Linked DNA regions of Oryctolagus cuniculus: region 1 is linked to region 2. Evidence: chromatin contacts called from public Micro-C data. All regions are on one chromosome and are shown on one strand. Each heading gives the region's core, a stretch centred on a gene start, on an enhancer-like site or on the middle of the called end of the contact. The rest is flanking DNA. Distances are from core to core; before and after follow the strand shown.

What was found. A called contact is a pair of places that touch in the nucleus more often than the background predicts.
Region 1: a contact with region 2 is called in a Micro-C map of ear pinna, with 5 times the contacts expected there. The contact joins the promoter of CUX1 here to the enhancer-like site in region 2. A contact is called at or near these places in 3 of 6 Hi-C or Micro-C datasets (ear pinna, psoas muscle and an unstated tissue).

The regions. Positions count from the first base shown.
Region 1 is chr19:43,686,384-43,693,760 of mOryCun1.1, forward strand. It overlaps CUX1 (cut like homeobox 1), which reads left to right and starts at 1,784. Exons shown (of 23, transcript XM_051837967.2): 1 at 1,784-1,991. The coding sequence starts at 1,929.
Region 2 is chr19:43,641,886-43,649,297 of mOryCun1.1, forward strand. No RefSeq gene overlaps it. Among named protein-coding and RNA genes, the nearest start is that of CUX1, 43 kb to the right of the region's middle. Within about 2 kb of position 1,381, at least 1 of the 8 cell types and tissues checked has an H3K27ac peak or open chromatin away from gene starts, as enhancers often do. A contact at or near this core is called in ear pinna, where this site is marked.

The DNA of each region.
Region 1 (7,377 bases), core at 534-3,033, 45 kb after region 2:
CAGGGGATCGACACGATAATTAGATTGAAAACATCTGCACCAAATCCAAACCATTCCCCTGATTCTTCCCCACGGGAGGGAATTTTTTTTTCTTTTCTTTTTTTTTTTTTTTTCTTTCTTTTTTTAAAGCTCCTGCACATTTTGTCTAAGCACCTTCCGGGTAATTCCTAAGGGCTCGCCTGCCTGCCACCGCACGCATGCGAGCAGCTAGCAAACTGCCCCCAAGCGTGGGCTGGCGAGGCCAAGAAGCGGGATTGGAAGGCGTGGGGGCTCCGCCGCCGCTTCCCGCAGGGAGCCCGGCTCCGGGACAGGGCGTGGCCAGCGCGGGGCCTGGGGCGCGCGGGTGGCACGTGCGCCCGCGACCCGAGGACCCGAGTAGCCGGGGCGCCGCTGCCCTCTGCTGGGCGGCGCGGTCGGAGCTGCAGCGCGGCGGCCGGAGCCCCGCACCCAAGCGGCCCGCGGCCCCCGCACGCAGCGCGCAGAGTCTGGGGCTCCCACGCGCTCCCACCCACCTGCTCCCTGCGCCTGCTTGGAGTCAGGGGTGCTGGGAGTGGGGTCGAGGGGTGCGGGCGCAGAGTGAACCCCGCCCCCTCCGGAGCTCAGGGGCCTCCCCTGGAAGAAGCCCGCCGAGGCGAGATCTGGGGACGCGGCTGTTCCCCGCACGCTCCACGCATGGACGCTAAAACCCTCGATACTCGCCCGAAAAGCAGTTAGAGTTCCCACTTCCATGTTTTATTTTTGCATCGGGTGCAGAGTTTATTTACATATAATTTTCAAGATTAAGGAATTTGGGGATTTGTTTTAACTAATTACACGTTAAATGAAGTGCGGGAGAATTACACGTGTGTGTAATCAATTAAACACGACGATCGCAAAACGTGGGCTTTTTTTTTTTTTATTGGCCAGGTTTCTGGGAAGAAGGAAATCAAAAGGGAATTGGTTTTTTTTTTTTTTGGGGGGGGGAGGCTTAAACGCTGGGGTTTCTGTAAACTTGGGAGCACGCTTTCTGGGGCCAGGGAGCGAGCCCACACTTTCCCAGTCGGTGCGCGCACCGGAGCACAACCGGAGATAGAGTTTCTGGGGCTGCCCCGCCGCAGCGGTGCGGGGACCCTCGAGACCGCGAGCCTTGCCAAGACTTTTCCTGTCTTGGCCTAAACGGGAGCCGCGACCGCCGGGCTGGGGGGCGCAGGGACCCCCTGCAGCCCCGCCGCTGTCTCCCGGGGCGACGCCGCGACCGCGCGGCCCGGGTGCGGGGCACCAACGCGGGCAGCGACCAAGTAGGGGGACAAGGGCCGGTTCTCCCCGCAACCCCAATGCCCCAAGACTTAAAAATTTCCCGTCGCCTTAGCGGCGGAGTCCCCGCCGGGACGCCCGCGGCGAGCGCGCCCCTCGCACAGGGGCCCGGGCAGGTGGTCGCGGCGGCTCCGCGCGCTGCGGCCGGCGGGCCCCAAGTTGAGGGGGAGGGGGGGTCCCTGCGGCCGCCGCACCCCCGCGACCCCCGGCGCGCCTCAGGTGAGCGGGGCCCGGCGTCGCGCGGCCGCCCTCCAGCGCCCCCTCGGGGCCGGGTTCGCGCCCGCCCTCGCCGCCGCCGCCGCCGCCGCGGCCGGGGCTGGGGGCCCGGGAGGGGCGGGGGTCGCGGGCCGGGCACCCGCCCGCCGCGGGGGAGGGGGCGGGGGCCGCGCGCGCCGGGCCGACTGGCGGCCGCCGCGCCCTCGGGCTGCGACTCCGGCTCCGGCTCGGGCTCGCCATGGCTGCGGCGGCGGCGGCGGCGGCGGCGGCGCCGTGAGGAGGAGTCCGCGTCCTCCGTGGCGGCGGCGGCGGCCGGCTCCAGGCCGGGTTTTGGCGCCGCCCGCTTGCTGCCTCCTGGCGGCTCCTGAACTCCAGCCCCCTCTCTATCAGCCTCTCACTCCGTCTCAATATGTCTCAAGATGGCGGCCAATGTGGGATCGATGTTTCAATATTGGAAGCGCTTTGATTTACAGCAGCTGCAGGTCAGGCTTCTCCTCGCTCGGCCTCTCGCCCGGGGGTGGGGGCTGCGGGCGGTCGCGGCCTCCCCCGGGGTCCCCGGGCTGCCCGGCCGCCGGGGGGCCGCGGCGGCGGGGAGGAGGGGGGTGCCGGGGAGAGCGGGGCCGAGTCGGGGACAAGTCCCTCTCGCTCCCCGGCCCCCATTGATAACTCGCTTGATCAGAAATTGATCCTCTTTGTTCAATTCATCGATCAGCCCAAGATGGCGCCGGGAGCCGCCGCCGCCACCGCTGCCCCCGGTGTCTGCCCCCACCCGGGGCGCCCCCCCGGGCCCTGCGCGGCCGCCGCCAGCGCCACCGCCGCCGCCGCGGGACCGGGGAGGGGGCGGCCCCGGCGGCCTGCGGGGCGCGCGCGCGCGAGCGGGGCGCGGGCGGCGGGCGGCGGGCGCCGGGAGGGGGCTGCGGCCCGGCGGCGGCGGCGGCGGCGGCGGCGGCGCCCGCCCGCGCCCCGCGCCCCCGGCCCCGCCGTATTCCCGGGGAAAGTTTGCGGGGAGTTGCTGTGGGGGGTGAAGCGCCTGCCTCTCCAGGAGGAGCCGCCGCCGCCACTGCCGCCGGCGCGGCGGAGCTGGGGCTGGTGGCGCTGTGGTGCCGCCGGCTCGGGGGAGGGTCAGAGCGGCCACCGGCGGCGGCGGCGGCGGCGCGGCCCGGCTCCGGCCAGGCGGGCGGGCGGGCGCCCGCGCTCCCTGCCCCGGCCGGCCGGCCCGGGGGCCCGGCCGCCGCTCCCGGCTGTCAGCGGCCCCTGCCGCACCCCCGCGCCCGGCGTGGCTGGCCGCACGGACCCCGGGGTTTGTTTACGTCCGGGGGAGCACCCGGGGGCCACCCGCGGATCCCTCGGTCCGCCCGGCTCTTTTGTGTGCCTGCGCGAGTGGCGCGGACCTGCCCCTGCGCGACCAGGGGACCCCCGCGGGGGCGCTTCGGGGAAACTTGGCGCGGGGCAGCAGGGGCTTCCCGCACGCTGTGCGGCGGGGTCGCGGCGTCCGGGACCGCCCGGCGGGCGCGGGTGCCGGCGCGAGGAGCGGGGCTGCAACTTTCCCAGAGCGCAGGCCCCGCGCTGCGCCCCGGCGCGCCGGGTGCCGGGCGAGGGGCGCTTCCTCCCGGCCGCGGGTCCGGGTGGCGCTCACCGCCTGCCAGCCGGCTCCAACGGCCCTAGTGACCTCGGGGGTCCTGCCCTGTCCTGCAGGCGCAATGGAGCGCGTGGTGGGGCCGTTCCGTGGTGCCTCTTCGGCTCCGGTTCTCCAAAGCGAAGCCCCGGGGCCCCCGCTGGACTGTGGCGTGCCGGCTGGGGATGCGGGCGCTGAGCCCCAGGCGCCGCGCGAGGATTGTCCCCCGGCTTCGCCGCCGCCGCCGTGCCCGGGGGGCGCGTTCCTGCCTGTCACCCCCCAGCCAGAGGAGCGGCGCGCCCTCGGGGTTGGCCCCCCGAGTGCCAGCTCCGCGCCGGCCGTGCCTGGACTGCCCCGGGACTCTGCCGGGTGGATGTTGTGCGTAGCCGGAGCCAAGTTGAAGGTGAGCGGCGCGGGGGCCAGCGCCGAGGGCGGGGGTGGGGAAGGCGGGGGTCCCGCAGTGTCCCTGGGAGAGGGCTCCTGCGCGCCGCTGGGAGACAGACGTGCGTAAACTTGGCTGAACTTGGCTGGTGGCGGTGACCTTTGGGAGTAAAGCAGAGGCAGGCTCGCGTGGAGCGGAGCGGATTGACACGCACACGCGGAGGCCGGCAACTTTAATTGTTGGCGCCTGCTCCAGCCCCCGTGTCCACGTAAGAACGATAAGGCAGGCTCGTGGTCGTTGTGAAATTTCCTGGGATTTCTCGCTTAACGAGCAAGAAGACTATGTGAAATATGCATTTCCGATAAGACTGAAACTTAAAGGAGTCTGAGTATTTATTGAGTAAAATGGATTACTCCAAAGTGTCTATTGTGTAAATTAGATTCCGGACTGTAAAGAACACAGCTGAATGGCATTTTTGATAAATTGGTCTACCCTGTTTTAGTAAAAATAGCTCCCTTTTACCATAATTTAATTCCTGTGCTCACTGTAAAACCCGTTGTGGAGTTTTTAAGAGACAAACCTTGATTTTTTTTTTCTTTCTGCCCTCTGTGTCCCAAAATGTGACATCCTGGCTTCGTATCAATGAAGTTTTCTTTTTTAAGCGTCCTAGCAAGAAAGGCCTGGGAATTGGCTCGGTTTGCGGGGAGTTAACAGGTTTTTTCACAAACTCTGTAACACCCCACCGGGGTCTGCCTCTTCTTCAGGGAACCCTGAACTGTGGCTCTCAGATTTGATTCAAAGTTTCCCTGGGCATCTTATTTCAATGAACTTTATGTTGAGCTTGCAAAATAAATAAATAAATAAATAAATAAATAAGAAAAAACTCAGACAACACCCCCGAAGCAAAACGCGTTTATCCGAGCATCATTCTCCTCCTGGTCTGGCCTCCAGTGGTTTCTTGGGGCCGCTGCGTGGCGTGTTTGGAAACTTGAGTTGGGTGTGGAACGCCGGAGTTCAGGTTGAAGGCCGGTCGGGGCCCCCGGGAGGCCTTCCGGGTTGGTGTCTAGTTCAGTGTCCCCTCTGTTCCCCGCAGGCGGGCTGCCGTTTGAGTGAGAAGTCCTTAGTTTTCAGCTCTTCTCATTTTTCCAGCCCTCCTCGTGCTGGGATCGGGTTGCCCGCAGAGCCCCGCGTGGGCTGGGAAGAGGCTGAGTCTCGGCTCGACGGAGCCAGGTGAGAGAGCCAGCCCGGCGGCAACCTGGGGCTGCTGCGCCCGGGGTTTCTCTCCTGCTCCGCCCGCCGGTGCTGAGGCTGCTGCCGTCGGGGCGCCGGGTGCCCAGTTTCGTTCCCCTTTGCGTCCCGGTGGTCTGCGGTGTGGAAGCTGCAGCTGTGTGGCCTTGCCAGGACAAGTTGGACAAGTTTTTATCCTACCCCAGACGCGTGTACAGAACCAGGCTTCACCTACACCCCCCCCCCCAACTTTAAATAAGAACAACACCACTGTAGAAATTTAAACAAGCCCATGTTATTCTGCTCGTTGGTGAGACTTTGGACTCCTGGGGACGGGGCCTGCCCCCGCCTGGCTTCCTGCCCTAGCGTTATTTCTAGGAGAGGCGGTGGGGGGCGGAGGGGCACTTTCCCCTTGAAAGAGCCCCTGCAAAAGTGAACCTCAAAACCGGCGGCGGCTGGCTTCTTTGGCTTACTCCCACCCGGGGAGTGTGTGTGCTCGGCCGTCCGTTGTAATGAAAATATCCCATGTAGTACAAAATGAGTAAGCAAACTGGGCTGCCGCCTGCTCCCCTCTTTTCTTCTTCTTTAGTTATTCAATGTCAATGTCTTTGAGACTGGTGGTGGGAGGGGGTCCTTGTCAGTTGATTTTTTTGTTTTGTTTTGCCTGTGTGAAACTAGACCTCTTTAATGATGCAGGCAGTAGAAGGGGTGTTGAGTTAGTGCCACAGCTCCTAATGCAGTTGGCTCCCGGAGACCCCTGGCCTGTGTCTCCTGTTCTGTGTACGGTGGTCTGTCAGTTGTTAGCCAGCATGAGAAAGTTGGAAAGGGGGCAACCAGCCCAGTGCCCGCAGACATTACGGTCATTCTGATCCACCCAGCTAACCTTGCGAATGCTGGTGGCTGACCCCGCCGAGCCCCAGACCTGCCCCAGACCCTCCCGGTGTCCGTCTGGTGCGAGCCACAGACACGGTGCTTTGTGCTCTGTCCTCTGCCCCCCCCCCGGGGGGGGGGGCGCCAGTAGCAGTGAGCCATCAGAACTGTTTCCCAGGCCGTCCAGAGGTTCTACCTCCTGGAAGGGAAAAGGAGGTTAGGGTTAGGAAAACCCAGACTGTTCCAGCTCGTTGGTAAAGCCAAGGAAACCCGCCGTGCAGAGAAGGAAGGATGAGCGTGTTGGTGGAGAACAGGCACATGGTTTTTTAAAGGCGAAATTCATTGTATGAAGAAATCCTAGCGAGGGAGGCTAACTTCCTGCCCGGGCTGCGGCTCCCACGTGCGGCTCGCGTCAGTGTCGCATACTTACCAGGCAGGTGTATCTGACCGACGTTAGGAACGCCAGTTAGACGTTCCGGTGGAAGTCACGCTAACGTGCCGGACGTCGGGCCTTGTGGGGCTCGCCTAAACCCGATCTCGAATCACTTCCCGTCTCGCTGTCTGAAATGCTGCTCTCCCTCTGCACAGTCTGATTTCTATTAGTCCTTGTCAACAACAGACAGTTGCCTATCCAGACCTTCTGTTTTGTCTGAAGCTCTTCGTTATCAGAGAGTGAGTGAGTGAGTTTTGGTTTCAGCTGAAATTTCTCTGCCTCTGATTGTTTAAACCAGACCCTTAATCTTATTTTAACATATTTAAAATGTTCAAAAAACCCGGAAGAATTGTTTTGTATAAGTAGCAAGTGGATGTAGTTTAAACACTCAAGCAATTCTGGTATCTAATTGGAAACAGGTGGAATTCTTGGAATCCTGCGTCGAGCCTTACCACAGCGAAGCCCGGCGTGGCCGCTGGGCTCTGCACAGCTGTTTGCCCAGGGGCCCCAGGCCTCTCGGTGTGCCCGCCCCTGTTTACCTGGACGTGCCAGCCGTGCCTGCGAATGCCTCGGCACAGGGCAGAGGGCGTGTGCGCGGAGCACGGCGTGAGGCGGGAACTCTCCAAGGCAAAAATCAGCCGCGAGATTGACCTTCCATCTCCAAATGCCACTTCTCAGGGCCAGGAGTGCGTCTGTGATCCCTGAGTGGACAGACCTTTCACGGCCGGAGCGCTGGGGCGCACACGTTCTGTGGTGATAATGGCAGTGGCTTAGAATTCGGAGGGAAGTTAGTTTCTCGGAAACCTCTCCGTTTAAAAAGCGGGGCGTAGCTCCTACAGCACGCACACATACGTCGTGGGTATTAATGTCTTGGCCGGGGTGGGGGGGGGGAGACCTCAGTAAGAAACTAATGACGGGGCCCCTCCGAGTCGTCTGAGTCATTTTTCCCGTTCTGGTTTGTGAAGCGCGTTCCTGAAGACCAGGCGACAAGCCCGCTGGGAGCCTGTTTCGGTCTGTGTGTAGGTGTTGCAGCTTGGGGCTGCGGGGTGTACTGTGATGCTGTTCTAGTCTGGGTTATGACCGAAGAGATTCTTGCTATTTGAAGGGCAGAGTGACAGACAGAAGGAGACAGATCGGTCACCCTCAGGTTCACTCCCAAGTACCCACGGCAGCTGAAGCCGGAGCCTGCTGCTCCATCTGGTCTCCCACGAGGGTGACAATGACACAGTGCTTGGCTGCCTTCAAGGGTGCACATTAGCAGGGAGCTGGAACAGAAGCAGGGACAGGACTCAAACCCAGGCACTGTGGTATGGGGTGCAGGCATCCCACGGTGGGCAGGGT
Region 2 (7,412 bases), core at 131-2,630:
CGGGGCAGGGGGGTGGTGGGCGTCGCAGCGAAGGGGCATTAGGAGGGAGGGGCCTATGGATGACACAGAAGTGAGAATGGATGGAACTGCCCCTGAGAAAGAGGGTGGTGGTCATCCGTCCCCCGAGAAGGGACAGCCCCTCATGCTTGCAGGCAGGGCTCTTATTAAACCAACTGTCCAGGAGCTGGCACGAGCCTCAGAAAGTCAAGCTGCCGCCTGTAGTGCCAGCATCCCACAGGGGCGCCGGTTCGAGTCCTGGCTGCTCCACTTCCCATCCAGCTCTCTGCTAATGGCCCCTGCACCCACCTGGGAGACCTGGACTAAGCTCCTGCGTCCTGGCTTTCGCCTGGCCCAGCCCTGGCCATTGCAGCCATTTGGGAAGACCTCTCTCTCTCTCTCTCTCCATAACTCTTCCTTTCAAATAAATAAATCTTTATTAAAAACAGCAACTGAAAATTGGGAATGATTTGGGCTCTCAGGATACCAAGCCTCACCTGCAGGACACAACTGGCCATGGAAGACAGAGGGCTGGGGGCGCCAGGACGGAGGTGGGCAGCCTAGGGGACACGGAGGGGGCCCCATGGGCCCGGCGCTGACCCCGGCAAGACCGCACGCAGGACAGCAAGTGACTAGAAGGGAGGCCCAGGACGTCCCCACTGGAATGCCCTGGCTGCACGCACCGGGAGGCAGCGGCGGCTCCTACAGGCGTGCTCCGCGCGCGCCAGCCAGGGGGCGCCCTTCCCCGCCGCCCGGGCCCGGCCGCCAGCGCCGCACGGGGTCTCCCCGGAAAGCGGCTGCGAGCGAGCCCCGGAGGCGCGCCCCCGCCGCCGCCGGCCCGCCGCGCGCTCCCCCAGGTGCAGGGCGCGCAAATGCGCTCCAGCTGTGCTCGGCTACCGCGGCGCGGGCGGCGGCGCGCGTCCCCGGCGTGATCCAGCCCGCGTTTTCCGGCCCGCCCGCCAACTTTTTCAAGCTGTAGTTATTTGATAATGATTTTTTTTTTTAACCTCTCCCGATAATTGTTATCCTCTCCGCCCGGTGCAGTTCAGGTTAGGAGCGCGGACGGCCGACGCCGCCTTCTCCCGGTGCGGCTCCAGCCGGCCTCAGGGGACCAGCCTCTGCCCAGCCGGGGGTGAGAGTCCCGGGACGGGCCGGGGCGACCCCTGACGCCCCCCCCCAACCAGGCCTCCGCCCCACCCCCACCGCCCGCTCGCCGGTGGGGGTGTCTGGAGGGTGGCGGAACAGAGAGCGCGTGCTGGGCTCCGAGTGCAACGCTGCAAGCATTTATTGGGCACCTACTGTATTCCCAGGCCCTGGAAAAGAGCCGCTGACCTCCGTACTCCACCGTTCAGGGCAGAGGGGCCATGACCCCTTACCTGGCCCTGTGAGAGAGGCTGCCCCCTCCCCCGCCGCAGGACCTCCACCGCTTCCTTTGGCCTCTGCCAGGGGGGTCACCCCCAGCCGGGGTGAAGGCTGCTCAGTGCCCCACTTCGCCCCTTCTGAGAAGCGGGGCTCCGAACATGGGGGCTCACAGGTGGGAGTGAATAGGGCCCAAGCAGGTGTCGGGCAGACAAGCCCCAGAGGGGGGCGCTGAATCCCACTCAGGGTTCCCCCATCTCCCAGCCAGGCACAGGTGGGGGCTGGCTGGGAAGCAGCCCAGGTGGCTCCTGCCTCCCCAGCAGGGGTCACATCTGGTTCTTTTTTTTTTTTTAATGTTTATTATTTTCAGCTTTTTGAAAGGCAGAGCAACAGAGAGAGCGCGGCTACTCCTTGGTCCTCAGCCTCAGTAGTTGGAGGGGGGCCCATTGCTGGGGGCAGCAAGCCCCCCTCGGCCCCCACCGCACCCCAACTTCTCAGGGCACAGCCCCTCCTCGCCCGCGTCCAGTGGCCAGGCTCAGGGGCACGCTGCGCGCTCCCGGCCACGGCAGGCACCAGCTCGGTGAACCCCAGCTGAGCTCCAGGTTGGAGGTCGCAGGTTTTCTGGAGGGGTGTGGGACCCCTCCCCCTCCCTCAGGGCTCCTCCTTCTTCTGCCCCTAAGGATGCTGGCAACTGCACGCTGCCCTGTTCTAGGGGAGGCCACAGAGACCCTGCCATCCCTCTTTTCCTGTCTCCCTGGGTCTACTTGGGCACAGCGCCTCCGCCAGCCACCTGCAGGCACCCGGAGCCCCACCACTGCGCTAACAGGCCCTGCGTTTGCTCAGCTCCTCCAAGGAAAGCCGACACATAGTCTCCCTCTCCCTCACCCCCTCCCCCTCCCCCTCCTCCTTTTCTCCCAGCACCTCCACTTACCCGCGGACAGCTCACCCTGAGTCACTGCCTATGCCACCCGCAGAATCAAAACCGAGAAGAGATCAAAAGTTTTCGTTGGTGTAGTTACCCAAAGTTTTCCAATCAGAAAATCTAGAAAGAAGCTGTTTTGCTTCCGACAAACGTCTAAGCTCCATGCTTTAGAGTTTAGTATTCTTTTTCAATACTTAAAAAATCTATTTGAGGCCGGCGCCGCAGCTCAATAGGCTAATCCTCCGCCTTGCAGCGCTGGCACACCAGGTTCTAGTCCCGGTTGGGGCACCGGATTCTGTCCCGGTTGCCCCTCTTCCAGGCTAGCTCTCTGCTATGGCCAGGGAGTGCAGTGGAGGATGGCCCAAGTGCTTGGGCCCTGCACCCCATGGGAGACCAGGAGAAGCACCTGGCTCCTGGCTTCGGATCAGCGCGGTGCGCAGGCTGCAGCGCGCTGGCCGCGGCGGCCATTGGAGGGTGAACCAACAGCAAAAGGAAGACCTTTCTCTCTGTCTCTCTCTCTCACTGTCCACTCTGCCTGTAAAAAAAAAAAAATCTATTTGAGGGGCCAGCACTGTGGCATAGCGGGTAAAGCCACAGCCTGCAGTGCCGGAATCCCATATGGGTGCTGGTTCAAGTCCCGGTTGCTCCACTTTTGATCCAGCTCTCTACTATGGCCTGGGAAAGCAGTGGAAGATGGCCCAAGCCCTTGGGCCCCTGCACCCATGTGGGAGACCCGGAAGAAGCTCCTGTCTCCTGGCTTCAGATCAGCCCAGCTCTGGCCATTGTGACCATCTGGGAGTGGACCAGTGGATGGAAGAGCTCTCTCTCTCTCTCTCTCTCTCTCTCTCTCTCTCTCTCAGCCTCTCTGTAACTCTGCCTTTCAAATAAAATAAAATAAACTTTAAAAAAGAAGAAGGAGGAGGAGGAGGAAGCCAGAGGGGCCGATGCTGTGGTGTAGCGGGCTAAGCATCTACCTGAAGAGCCGGCATCCCCTATGGGTGCCAGTTCTAGTCCCGGCTGCTCCACTTCCAATCCAGCTCTCTGCTATGGCCTGGGAAAGCAGTAGAAGATGGCCCAAGTCCTTGGGCCCCTGCACCCATGTGGGAGACCCAGAGGAAGCTCCTGGCTCCTGGCTTTGGATCAGCGAAGCTCCGGCCATTGTGGCCATTTGGGGAGTGAACCAGCGATGGAAGACATTCTCTCTGTCTCTACCTCTCAAATAAATAAATAAAACTTTAAAGATCGGTAGGGCCGGCGCCGCAGCTCACTAGGCTAATCCTCCACCTTGCGGCGCCGGCACACCAGGTTCTAGTCCTGGTCGGGGCGCCGGATTCTGTCCCGGTTGCCCCTCTTCCAGGCCAGCTCTCTGCTGTGGCCAGGGAGTGCAGTGGAGGATGGCCCAAGTGCTTGGGCCCTGCACCCCATGGGAGACCAGGAGAAGCACCTGGCTCCTGCCTTCGGATCAGCGCGGTGCACCGGCTGCAGCGTCCATTGGGGGGGTGAACCAACGGCAAAGGAAGACCTTTCTGTCTCTCTCTCTCTCACTGTCCACTCTGCCTGTCAAAAAAAAAAAAAAAAAAAAAAAAAATCGGTAGCCAGAATCAGAAGTGGAGTCAGGACTGGAACCTGGCTCAGTGATACAGGAGTTAGGTGGTCTTAGCCACTGAGCAAATGCTGGCCCCTTTTCCTTTCAATTCTTCGTGGTGGGTGGATCATATGATCTGCTCAGTGTAGGCCCAGATCATGACTGCCTCCTCCAGGAAGCCTTCTGGCCCTGCGGACTGAGTCAGGTCCTCTGTCCACTCACACCCCCTGGGCTCCCCCACCGCTGCCGCCTCCCCCCATCCCCACAAACAGTGTTGGGATGACCTTGTCCATCCCTCCCTGGCCCATGGGTGAGCGCCCCCAGCTCCTCCAGCCTCTGCCCTGCATCTCTGCAGCTTGTTCAAAAGCTGCCGCCCTCCCCCTGCCGGCGGTGGGACCCTCCTCGGAGCCTTGGAGAAAATCCCTCTTTTCCTGTCTCCCTGGGTCCCGCAGGAGGGGGCTCCCGCAGGCGCCTCCCGGCCCTGGCCAGTGTGGAGGAGGGGTCGGGAGGCAGGGCAGGGGGCCCCCTGTCTGCGCACAGGCAGGATTTATCTGGGCGTGGGGAGGTCCGGGAACGCGGAGCCCTAGATCATCATTAGTTCCATCAAAGAGGTGCCTCTGATCCGAGGCGCAAGATGCATGGCGTTCAAATTGGAAACAGCCTGGCGGGGCCCGGGAGCGGGAGCCGGGCTGCGGAGGCTGGGGCGGCCCCGGGGGGAGCCCGGGACACTGCAGGGGTCCCACAGACGGTCACAGGAAGAGGAGGCGGAGGAGGCGGAGGGAAGAACAAACACTACACTGGGGCTCCGGGGAAGACAGCCAAATCTGCGGCCAAAGCCGCCCCCTTCCCAGGAGGCTGGTGCAGGGGAGAGAGGGCGGCTCGCCCCTCCCACCACCTCCTCACCCCGCCCCCGCCCCCGCCCCCGCCCCCGCAGCAACCCCTGGGAGACCCCAAAGCCTTGCAGATGGGCGGGGGGGGGGGGGGCTGAGGCTGGGAGGGGGACCTGACATCTCAGGGTCACCCCAGGGCACTCAGCAGAGCCAGAGGTGCCACCCCACTGCCTGGGTGTCCAGGGGTTCCAGGAGCCAGAGATGCTAGGGTTCACTGTCCTCCTGTGGCTGTGTCTGGCCCGAGATGCTCAGCTGAGACCGCAGGTGTAAGGCAGAATGGCGCAGGCATCGTGGCGCGCGCAGCCCGTGACCCCTGCTTCTCATTGTGAGGGACCTGATTGGAGTCCCGGCTGCTCTGCAGCCGCCCCCCCCCCCCCGCCCCCGCAGCTGCCTGCATCGCGTCCCGGGAGGCAGTGGTGATGGCCTGCTTCCTTGGACCCCTGCCGCCCACGGGGGAGACCCAGAGGGCGTCTGGGCTCCTGGCTTCAGCCTGGCTGTTATGGGCATCTGGGGAGTGAACCAGCTGATGGGAGGACTCTCGCTTCCTCTCTCTCTCTCTTTCTGTCTGCCTAACAAAAAAAAATATATTTTTTTTATTGAAAGTCAGAGTTACAGAGAGAAGAGGAGGTACAGAGAGAGAAAGAGGGATCCTCCATCCACTGATTCAGATATCCACAGCAGCCAGGGCTGGGCCAGGCCAAAGTCTAGAGCCCAGAACTCCATCCGGGTCTCCCGTGTGAGTGGCAGGGGCCCAAGCACTTGAGCCCTCCCCTGCTGCCTCCCAGGGTGTGCATCAGCAGGCAGCTGGATTGGAAGCAGAGGAGCCGGGAGGTGGACCCAGGCACTCTGCTGGGGTACATAGGGGTCCCAGGCAGCGACTTCACCGCCGGGCCACCACATCTACCCCCTACCTTGCTCCGGTTTCCATGTGTCCCCTGGAAGTGTAGCCCCCAGATTCCTAGGTAGATGGTGTCTGGGAAAGGATTAGGATGGAGTGAGGGCACGAGGGTGGGGCCCCCAGGAGAGGCAGAGAGACCCGAGGCAGCAGCTTGCTCTGGCTCAGTGCCGGGCGCCCCCTTGCTGTGTTAGGGCACATGCAGCAGATGCCAGCACTCCGCACTTGAACTTCCCCGTCGGTCGGTTGGTCGCTACTATTGTGCTATGGTAACAGACGGCAGGCCAAGCACACAGAGGCTGCGCTCAGCTGGGGAGTGGAGCACCACGACTCCCACGCTCCTTGAGTGAGTCTCTGGGGGAGCTAACCGGCCGCTGCAGCCCTGGGTGATTCCTTTGAGGGAGCTGGGGCTTTAGGGGCTGGCGTTGAGGGACAGCCGGCTAAGCTGCTTCCGCCTGCGACGCCAGCATCCGAGTCAAGTCCCGGCCTCTCCACTTCCGATCCAGCTCCCTGCTAATGCACCTGGGAAAGCAGCAGAAGGTGGCCCAAGTGCTTGGTTCCCTGCACCCACGTGGGACACCTGGATAGAGCTCCAGGCTCCTGGCTGCAGACTGGCCCAGCCCTGGCTGTTGCACCCATATGGGGAGTGAACCAACAGGTGGATCCTCTCTCTGTGTAGCGCTGATTTTCAAATCGTGAAAGAAAGAGAGGGAGGGAGGGAGAGAGGAACAGGAGCCCAGATCTGATTCTGCGGAGTTTGCACTGTGACAGCTCGGTGGGGGCCCTGGGCTTCCCCGGACCTCAGTTTGTCCATCTCTGAAGTGGGAATAAAAGAACACTCTCTGGGAAGGTGATCCTGAACCTCCAGTAAGCTCACAGGCCGGAAAGCAGCCTGCGAGCCGCCATGCACAGCACAGGTACCACACCTTGACACCAAGAGTCTCAGCCCGGATTTTTCTTGCCGAAACTCCGGCAGCGCTGGGGCTGCCCAGCTCCGGCTGTCACGTCAGGAAGCACCGACGGCACCTGTGGTGGCCTGCCAACTCTCTGCTTACTTTCCGGGGTTGCGTGTTGAGCGTGACGACTCGCGCAGGTGGCTGTAGACTCCTAGAAGGGAACCCCTCGCGGCCTCAAAGGGGCTCCCTCCAAATTCCCTCTATTCACAGATGAAATACACTTGTCATGACTTCTTAATGATAAACACTGTTTTCCAAGAAATCAAATACGCCTAACTCCGGATTTCAGGTACGTTCATGTTTCCTCAAGCCACGATAAATGAGCAGATAATCATTTGTTAGTGACAGCTGCACGAGGAAATCAATATTCTCCCCCTAATCGCACTGATTTCAGATGTGTTTGGCTGTTTCTGTGTTTCCAGGGTTTTGATAGAGATTTTTTTTTTATTTCCTCCAAAACAGAAACTCCTTGTGCTACGTGAGTGACTGTCCCCTGCCAGACACGGGCCCAGATCATGGTGATGGCAGGTGTTTCCATGCCTTTCCCTACTTCCCCTGAAATCTGACACCAAGAGTCCAGGCACCAGGCCGCTGTGGGCTTAACCCTCCGCCTGTAGGGCCGGCATCCCACGACATCCCACATGGGCGCCGGTTCAAGACCCGGCTGCTCCACTTCCAATCCGGCTCCCTGCTAATGCGCCTGGGAAAGCAGTGGAGGATGGCCCAAGTGCTTGGGCCCCTGCACCTGCGTGGGAGACCTGGAAAAAGATCCTGGCTCCTGGCTTTGGTCTGGCCTGGCCATTGTGGC